2 separate regions of the Mus musculus genome follow, and region 2 is linked to region 1. A link is a contact called in public Hi-C data. All regions are on one chromosome and are shown on one strand. Each heading gives the region's core, a stretch centred on a gene start, on an enhancer-like site or on the middle of the called end of the contact. The rest is flanking DNA. Distances are from core to core; before and after follow the strand shown.

Region 1 (3,945 bases), core at 619-3,118:
TGTCAATGATTCTTTTGTGGATATTTTCTGCTAAAAATGGGGCCCTTGTACTTGTTCTTGGGGGGACGGGGCATATTTAGCACACCTTGCTTAAGGACCACTCTTCTTACAGTCACGTGTATTAGTAAGATGTACCTGGAATTCCCTCAGTCCGGAAGGTTTCTGTAGATGTTAGGTAATACTGGATACTGGATCCAGTTGGATGCACCCCGAAATTGACAGACTGTAATCAGCTGTCATATGCACAGAACAGCTTTTGTTTTTCCTAGGAAATGTCTTGGGCATTTCAACCTCATCCTGGCACCCAAGAGTGTGAGGAAATATTTCCAAATATTATCGTGTTCAATCACTGAATATCATGGGAACAAAAGGACCGGGGGAACCAGTTTCTGTAAATTAAGATCTCCTTCACATAGCACTCCCACGGGAAACCTCCACCTCATCTGACCTACAACAATTGCAGGAACTCTATTCAAGGTTTTTTTGGTGGTTTTGTTTTGTTTTGTTTTGTTTTGTTTTTGTTTTTGTGTTTTTTGTTTGTTTGTTTGTTTTTGTTTTTTTTTCCCCGAGACAGGGTTTCTCTGTGTAGCCCTGGCTGTCGTGGAGCTCACTCTGTAGACCAGGCTGGCCTCGAACTCAGAAATCTACCTGCTTCTGCCTCCCAAGTGCTAGGATTAAAGGCATATGCCATCACTGCCCGGCATGACAGTTCAGACTGCTGGAAGCCATCAAGCAGGATGCTGGGATTTAAACCGAGGTCCTTTGGATCCACAGTCAGTGCTCTTACCCACTGAGCCATGGCTCCAGCACACTATTCAAGTTTAGCCAAAATTATGTGCACTATCCTGGTAACAGAAACAGCAAAGAGTAATCTTTTAACATGTATTTTTCTTGTGCCACTGTAATTCTTAGAAAAGAATATCATCTTTTCCTTCTTTTAAACTTGGTGTGTGTCTGGATACAGGTGAGGTTGGGTACATGTGGATCGGTACGATGCACACATGTATAATATGTGTGCATAGATGCCGAAGGGGGACACACACTTCATGCACATGGAGGCTAGAGAATGAATGACCCAGGTGTCAGTCTTGCCTTCCACCGTGTTTGAGGCAGGGCCCATTTTCTTGCTCTATCATGTGTATGTCTGACTCCTTCCATCTCGCCATAGAAGTGCTGGGGTTGCAGATATGTGCTATGCACTGAACATCTTCATAGGTGCTGGAGATCCAAACTCAGACCCTTATGCTTTGGCGGCACCGAGATCTTTTAGTCACTAAGTCATCTCTCTAGCTTCACAACACTGTAATTCTTGGTTTTCACTGGGCATGGTCTTTGCTGACAAGTAGACCTCTTTCTTTAATGGTAAACTTAATATAATATTGGAATGACATTTTTGCTAGAATTTCTCTGGCTTCTAGAGCAGCCGCAAGGGTAGGGGAAATGGGAATTCAAGAGTTCTGTTGGGCGCCATTTAGTTCTGTAGAGAATTTACCACTCAGCACTGTAAGAGAGCTAACATGCTCTGCAAAGGCCGAATTTTATGATGGGGAATGAATGCATGTAGCCGGAATGGTGGGCCAGTCACCTTGTTAGTCAGCATTTTTTGAGAGGCATGCAACAGCATAATATCATTTTTAAGCTGCTCCCACTGGCAATGTGGATATCACTGTCATCTTCAAGATGTTTTGCAAATATTTATGTCCTTGGCCAAGCCACAAATTCAATTTGTGCCCAGTTAAATCCTCATAAAAATAGTGTCTTTGACAGATGATTGTGTTTTTCCTTCCCCATCCCAGAGAAGTGCCAAAGTAGGCTATTTTCACTTTTGGGTAGGAAATGTTCCATTTAGACTGACGCACAATGACGTGGCAAGTGCCCCCAGTGTTCTATTCTTGTCACTCGCAGAACTTTGGAGTTACTAAAGTTGACGTGATCACTGAACAGAAAGAGCTAATGGTGTTTCAATATCCCTCCGTATGTCACAGACACGTTACTTAAAATATCAAACGTGTTTGCTATCATCTTGCTGAGTTGCATTGGCAACTCGGTACTTGAGAAAGCTAACTAATCAGTGTATAAACTCAGAGCAGCAGCCTGGGCCAAATGGTAATCTGGGACCATCTTCCCTTGGAACCAAACACTGTGCTTCAGCAGGATGCATCCATTGTAGTGCAGAAGAATAGAAATTTAGTTTTGAAATTGGAGCAGAGGCTGCTTCTGTCTGTTGCCTGCTATCAGGTCCCCTTTCTCCTAATTAGACAGCCTTGTTGGGTCTCAGTGGGAGAGGCTGCTCTTAGTCTGTGTCTGGACATTCCAGGGCAGGATGGTAAGGGGTGGGGGGGACAGAGAGTTTCCTATTCTCTAAGGATAAGGGGAAGGCATAAGGAGAGGAGGAATTTGTAAGGGTGGGACTGGGAGGAGGGAGAGCTGTGATCAGGATGCAAAGTAAATTAGTTAGTTGATTGATTAATTAATTAATTAATTAATTAATGCAAAAAAGACATTTAGTTTTGTATGTAAGCTTGTGTGTCTCTGTGGAGGTATGTACAGTGCCCATGAAGGCCAGAAGAGGGAGGAAGGAGCTCCTGGAGCTGTAGTGAAAGCAAATGTGAGCCAAAGGAAGTGGGGATTGACAACCAAACCCGCCTTCTTTGCAAGAGCCATCTCTCTGGACCCCATCTAAACTATTTTCTGAACTTTGGTTTTTACTCAGATCATTTAAATCTTTTGTATTAAAAAAAATACTCCCTGGGTTCTATGTCACAAAATTAGTATCTTTTACCATAATTGGTGTCTTGTGAAACTATTGAAGATTTTGTGGAGGAAGACCAACCATAAGGGTATTAATTTGTTATCTTGATTATCTAATGTGCATTAATATGTAAGAACATATCTGTTAGAAATTGGATCTAATGTTTTGTCTTAATTTAGCTCCCAATATTGGGAATCTGTATGTCCAAACACTGAAGGTCCCTGTCCCCAGTTGATTTTTGATTGATCAATAGTCAACAGCCAATAGCCGGGCAGGGTGTAAGAGGAGAGACTTCTAGGTTCCCCAGGGGATGAACGAGGTCCACCCTGAGGAGAAGCAGCAAACCATACAGGGAAGGAGCTGGAGGGAGGAATTGCTGGCAGGTGACACGTAGGTACAAGAAGGAAAGCTGCCCCCTGAAGGGTTGCCCAGAAGCATCTTGGGCAGCAAAGATAGGGGCCACTCAGAAGGAGCCAGGGCAGCAAAGATAAAATATAGATTTTAAAAGATATTAACTCAGGAATACCAATGAGAAGAGTGTCTGTTAGCCTTGGGGAGGATTAGAAATGCTTTACCATTGAGCTAGTCAAGGCATATCAAAATTAACTTGTGTGTGTGTGTGTGTGTATCTGTGTGTCTGTGTGCCTTTCACTTGTGTGTTTATAAGCCCCACACCTTTTGCCATGTGGCTATGGCATGCAACTCCCTCCTCTTAATAATGCAGAATCTTGTTGTTATTGGTAGAACCTTCACTTCTTTGTGGTTGCATTAAGCTATTGATTATAATACACTAGAGTGGGGGTTCTCACTGAACCCTACATGCTATTCACTGCAAAGATTGTAGTCTCCTGCATTATGCCAACTCTTGCATGATGTGTTTTCTGGATCAACCCTGCCAGGCCATCAGGTATGTTGATGATGCTGTCCTTTTTTTGTGAATGTCTTTTTCACCTCTCTGGATACATTCTCTAGCTCTGACTGATAGCACTCGATGTCATGAGCAACAATGAATGCATTGTTTGCCATCGTAGAGACTCTTCTGCCTCGTTTTCAGTGGGGACATTGTCTTAGTTGCTTGGAGTGGACAAGCCGTGTCAGACTTCACACATAGGTTTGCTTTCAGACTGGCCGGTCTGTGGCTACATGGTTTGTGTTTTTAATAGTTGGGTGGACTCCACCACACAGTTTAGATT
Region 2 (3,945 bases), core at 1,009-3,508, 1.1 Mb after region 1:
GGTAAGACACAGTAGAACACACACACACACACAGAGCACATGTCACCTTGGCAGGGCATATATCCCAAACTGAGGTTTCCTTGATGAATGCCCCTGAACTTCCTCTGTCCAAACCTCCAGGGTAGCTTCTCGCACAGAGTCTGAGTGGGAAGAGCCACCCATGACCAGAGGAGAAAGCCACAAGGCTCCGACTCAGACCACACGAGGTAGGGTAGCATGAGGAAGGCAATGGAGGCCTTGCAGCAGGGCCTCGAGTCTGGCTCTCAGATGTCACATCTGCTTGATCAGGCAGAGAGCTGTCGGTCAGGGCCTCAGTGTCACAGGCATCCAGAGGTGACCACAAGGGAGTTGCTGGGGTCTTGGGAGGACTAAACAGCAAGACCGAAGCAAAGCTCTTATCTCACAGGAAGCACTTCTGTAACCAATGGTCTTTTAGGAAACTCCGTCCCGTAGACAAAAACCAACTCAAGATGGATTCCAGAACTCTAATATAGGGAAGAGACTGGCCACCAACTCCATGCTCTTCACACACACCCTGTAACTGAAATGGATGTATTCCATCTTGAAACCTGAACTGTGAGTGTCTGTGAGTTCCTGTCTTGGTAATCAAGAGCTCTGCATGGCTGAAGAGCCACATTCGCACAGAGCTGCTCGGGGCCGTGTGGACACAGCGGACACGCTGGGCTTTCCTGGGCTATCATGGGGGTCCACGTGCTGCAGTGACTGATGGTGGGTCTCCTTTCCGTTCCTGCCTCTCTTTCCGTGGTCTCCTTTCTCTTTTTTGAGAAGCCACACAACTCCTGAGCCTCTGTGAGGCACCAGATAGTACACTTGCAGGTGAGTGAGCCTTAGGATAGCGTAAGAATAAAAGTACAAATTGTCCTTTGCCAGGCGACAGGGGGCCCTCTGGCCCAGGGGAAGCTGGGAGTTAGCCTGCTTGGCTAGGACAGCTTCTCCAGGTTCCTCCTTTCCCACTGCCCTCCCCAGCTGGGGTGGGGTCACAACCTCCCTTAGCCCTGCCTGCCTCTGGACAAGTCTAGCTCAGGCCCCACACTGTGCCTGGCCCTAGGGGCAGGCAGATCTAGGAGGAGCAGCCCAGCCCCCAGCCCCCACCCCCACCCCCACCAGCCGGCTGCATTTGTTCCAGGGGGGCAAGGGTCTGGTGCAGTGACCCCTGGGACTCGCCTCTCAGTCACTGGCCCAGGCAGCTGGGAAAGGCTCTGACCTCCACAGAGACAGAGGGCTTCTGGGAGAGGAGCCCCAGAAGAGAGGCCTGAACTCAGAACCTACTCTGTTTTCCTGAGAACAGTCCTGGTCTTAAATGGAGCTACAAAAAGGAAAGCACTTCCAATCAGGAGCTTAGCTCTTCATTTGGCTTTCCCTGTAAGAGACAATCTTATCACCTTCTTCCAAACGCCCCCCGCCCCCCTCCCCCCCCCCCAAACCATAGCTTCAGTGAGACCCGGGTGACCCAAACCCCTGCCTCTGCGTACAGAAACCCCAAAGAAGGACGTGCTTTTAAAACAACATCTACAAACAAGCTTGTGAGGAAACCCCTTGGCTCCGCAGTGAGTGGGTGTGCACTGAAAACGGAATGAATGAAGTGACCCTGCTCAGGGGTGGAAGGGGTACACATTTGTGCAACCAGAATAGACCTCGGAGAGAACTATTTCTAAGGCAAACTCACGGAGGCTCTTTGTTTTCGGTCGCCCCTTGAAGGGTTTGACACAGAATGACTGCAAAGCTCATCTAGGAAAGAGTTTCCAATCTCTCCTCCTTCCTCCTCTTCTTCCCCCGCCCCCCCCTTCTCCTCCTTCTCCTCCTCCTCTTCCTCTTCTTCCTCCTCTTCCTACCCTTCTTCCATTCTGTGTTTAGCTAGCTTTCTCTCCTAAGTACAAACTCTAGACAAGAGTTCAGACTAGCTATCACTTCTGCCCCAAAGACAGTGATCACCACCAGGTCAGGATGCAGATGGCTCTAAACCGTTCTTTAGCACACTAGGGCGTCTGACCCGCTGCTGGGGAAGCTGCAGGAACACACAGCACAGAACACAATACCAACACCCCAAACTTCCTTCGCTGCAGGAGAAACTAGCTCTGAGCTCTGCATTTGTGCTCAAGCAGAACGGGCAGGCGTCAGGCGCTGCGCCCCACCAGCAGCCAGGGCACAGTCGGGCGCCTGGATGACCACTGCAGCTCAGCCAGGGGCCCGGAGGAGAAAGCAGGCACACGGTGGAGCCACAGCGCCATCAAGTGGTCAGTTTGCGAATGGTCGCGAGACGCATGCCCTGAGCTCAGGGACAATGTCCAGGGTTCCCAGTGTCAACTGTCCCTGGAGAAAACAGGGCTGCCAAGCCTTCATTCCAGGACGTGGGGCAGGAGCCTACAGCCGGACACCATCTGTCAAGGCATGCGACACCCTCCAGGGCTGACCTGGAATCTGCCCTGGAGGATGTTCGGAGACCCTGTTCCAACTCTGAGAGAGGTCATAACCCAGGCACCGCCCTCTCCTCTAGCAATGTGCTCAGAGCCTACAGGTTTCTCAAGAGCTATGGGGCAGAGAGGGCACCACCTGAGTAGCAGGCCTATCAGCCTGCCTGAATTATGCAGGGATGGGGCAACAGAGAGACAGCAAGGCAGCTGCGAGTCCAGGCTGTGGGAAGGAATGGAGCCTCCGAGTGGGAGTTGCCGCCTGCAGCCCTGACAGGCCATGGCTTTAACACTCCCTTCTGGAACTCAGCATTTAATTCCAAGTGCCTCCTGGGACAGATCTGGTCCTTGGAGTCAAATTACAGTCCAAGAAGGACTCAAAACACAAAAATAAAAACACATACTTTGCAAATAGAGGAGTGTTCCAGACCAGTGTATATCTGAAGACCTAATTATATTATTTTCCTGCACATTTATAACTATGATAGAATTTAGTATGAAAAGCAAATTAAGAGATTATCAATAACTATTAAACAACCAGAATAATTATAACAATACACTGGGGGGGGGGTGTTAAAAAAATCACTCAATATTTACAAATTCTTTATTTCTGAAATTTTCTACTTAATATATTCTGATACCGTTTCCAGCAGAAAATAGAGTTGCAGACATGAGAGGGGGCAGTGCTGTGTAAAGGCGGACAGAACAGTGGGGCGCCCTCTGTCCTAGTGCTGGCTCTGCACATGCAATCTCTGTCCTAGTGCTGGCTCCACTGCACACAGGACCTTGTTCAGCTTTCACCACAACCTTAGGAGATGGGTTCTTTTTATGATCTTTTTCTATAGGAAAGGCAGAACCCAGAAATGAAACACCCTACCCCTAGCTGCCCATTGGAGAGGGACAAAGCCAGGCCTGGATTCCAACACTGGCTTCCTGCCTCCAGACGCCATCCTCCCTCCCTCCCTCCCTCCCTCCCTCCCTCCCTCCTTTCTCTCCCTCCAGGGGGAACAAGGTTTTATCAGACAGAGATGTGCACATTTTTCAAGAGGGAGGGGCATCTTTGCAGACAGAGCTGGCTAGAAATGCCTAGCTAGGTTTGGGCATGAGAGATTGTGCAGGTGAGGGGCTGAGGCCTTCAGGGTGGACCCTGCCCTTTCTAGCTTCACTCCCACACCAATCTTAGGCCTCCCTCCCGGAAGCACCTTCTGCATGGGCCCCTCCCTGCTCTGGCTTCTGCAATTGACTTCCAGGCCAGCGTGCCCAGCTCGCCCTTGGAGCTGCCAGGACTCAAGGTTATTCAATGACACCCCAACTGCCAGATACAAAGAAACTGTTCTCAACCCTCCCTCCCCTGGAGGCTCATAGCTCTGACATTCCCACTTGCAGAAACACACTTGCATGCTTGTGCGAGTGTATACATGTGTTGGGGGGGGGGCGTGTGTGCCTGCGTGTGTGCCTGCGTGTGTGGAGGACAGAAGTCCACTTTGGGCATTTTCTTCTGCTGATCTCTGCCTTG

Evidence for each region. Hi-C and Micro-C count contacts between places; a contact is called where the count stands out from the background.
Region 2: a contact with region 1 is called in a Hi-C map of the C2C12 cell line, with 9 times the contacts expected there. The contact joins two enhancer-like sites. A contact is called at or near these places in 2 of 15 datasets of contacts at CTCF or cohesin (embryonic stem cells and large pre-B cells), 15 of 484 Hi-C or Micro-C datasets (the C2C12 cell line, cortical neurons, differentiating embryonic stem cells and 5 more) and 1 of 9 other capture datasets (embryonic stem cells).

What each region holds. Positions count from the first base shown.
Region 1 is chr11:112,069,948-112,073,892 of GRCm38.p6, forward strand. No RefSeq gene overlaps it. Among named protein-coding and RNA genes, the nearest start is that of Gm39461, 85 kb to the right of the region's middle. Within about 2 kb of position 1,869, at least 4 of the 459 cell types and tissues checked have an H3K27ac peak or open chromatin away from gene starts, as enhancers often do. A contact at or near this core is called in the C2C12 cell line, where this site is marked.
Region 2 is chr11:113,163,058-113,167,002 of GRCm38.p6, forward strand. The region is part of intron 1 of 2610035D17Rik (RIKEN cDNA 2610035D17 gene); the gene reads right to left. All of the region lies in intron 1 of LOC115487747 (a long non-coding RNA gene), which reads right to left. Among named protein-coding and RNA genes, the nearest start is that of Gm39467, 31 kb to the left of the region's middle. Within about 2 kb of position 2,259, at least 86 of the 459 cell types and tissues checked have an H3K27ac peak or open chromatin away from gene starts, as enhancers often do. A contact at or near this core is called in the C2C12 cell line, where this site is marked.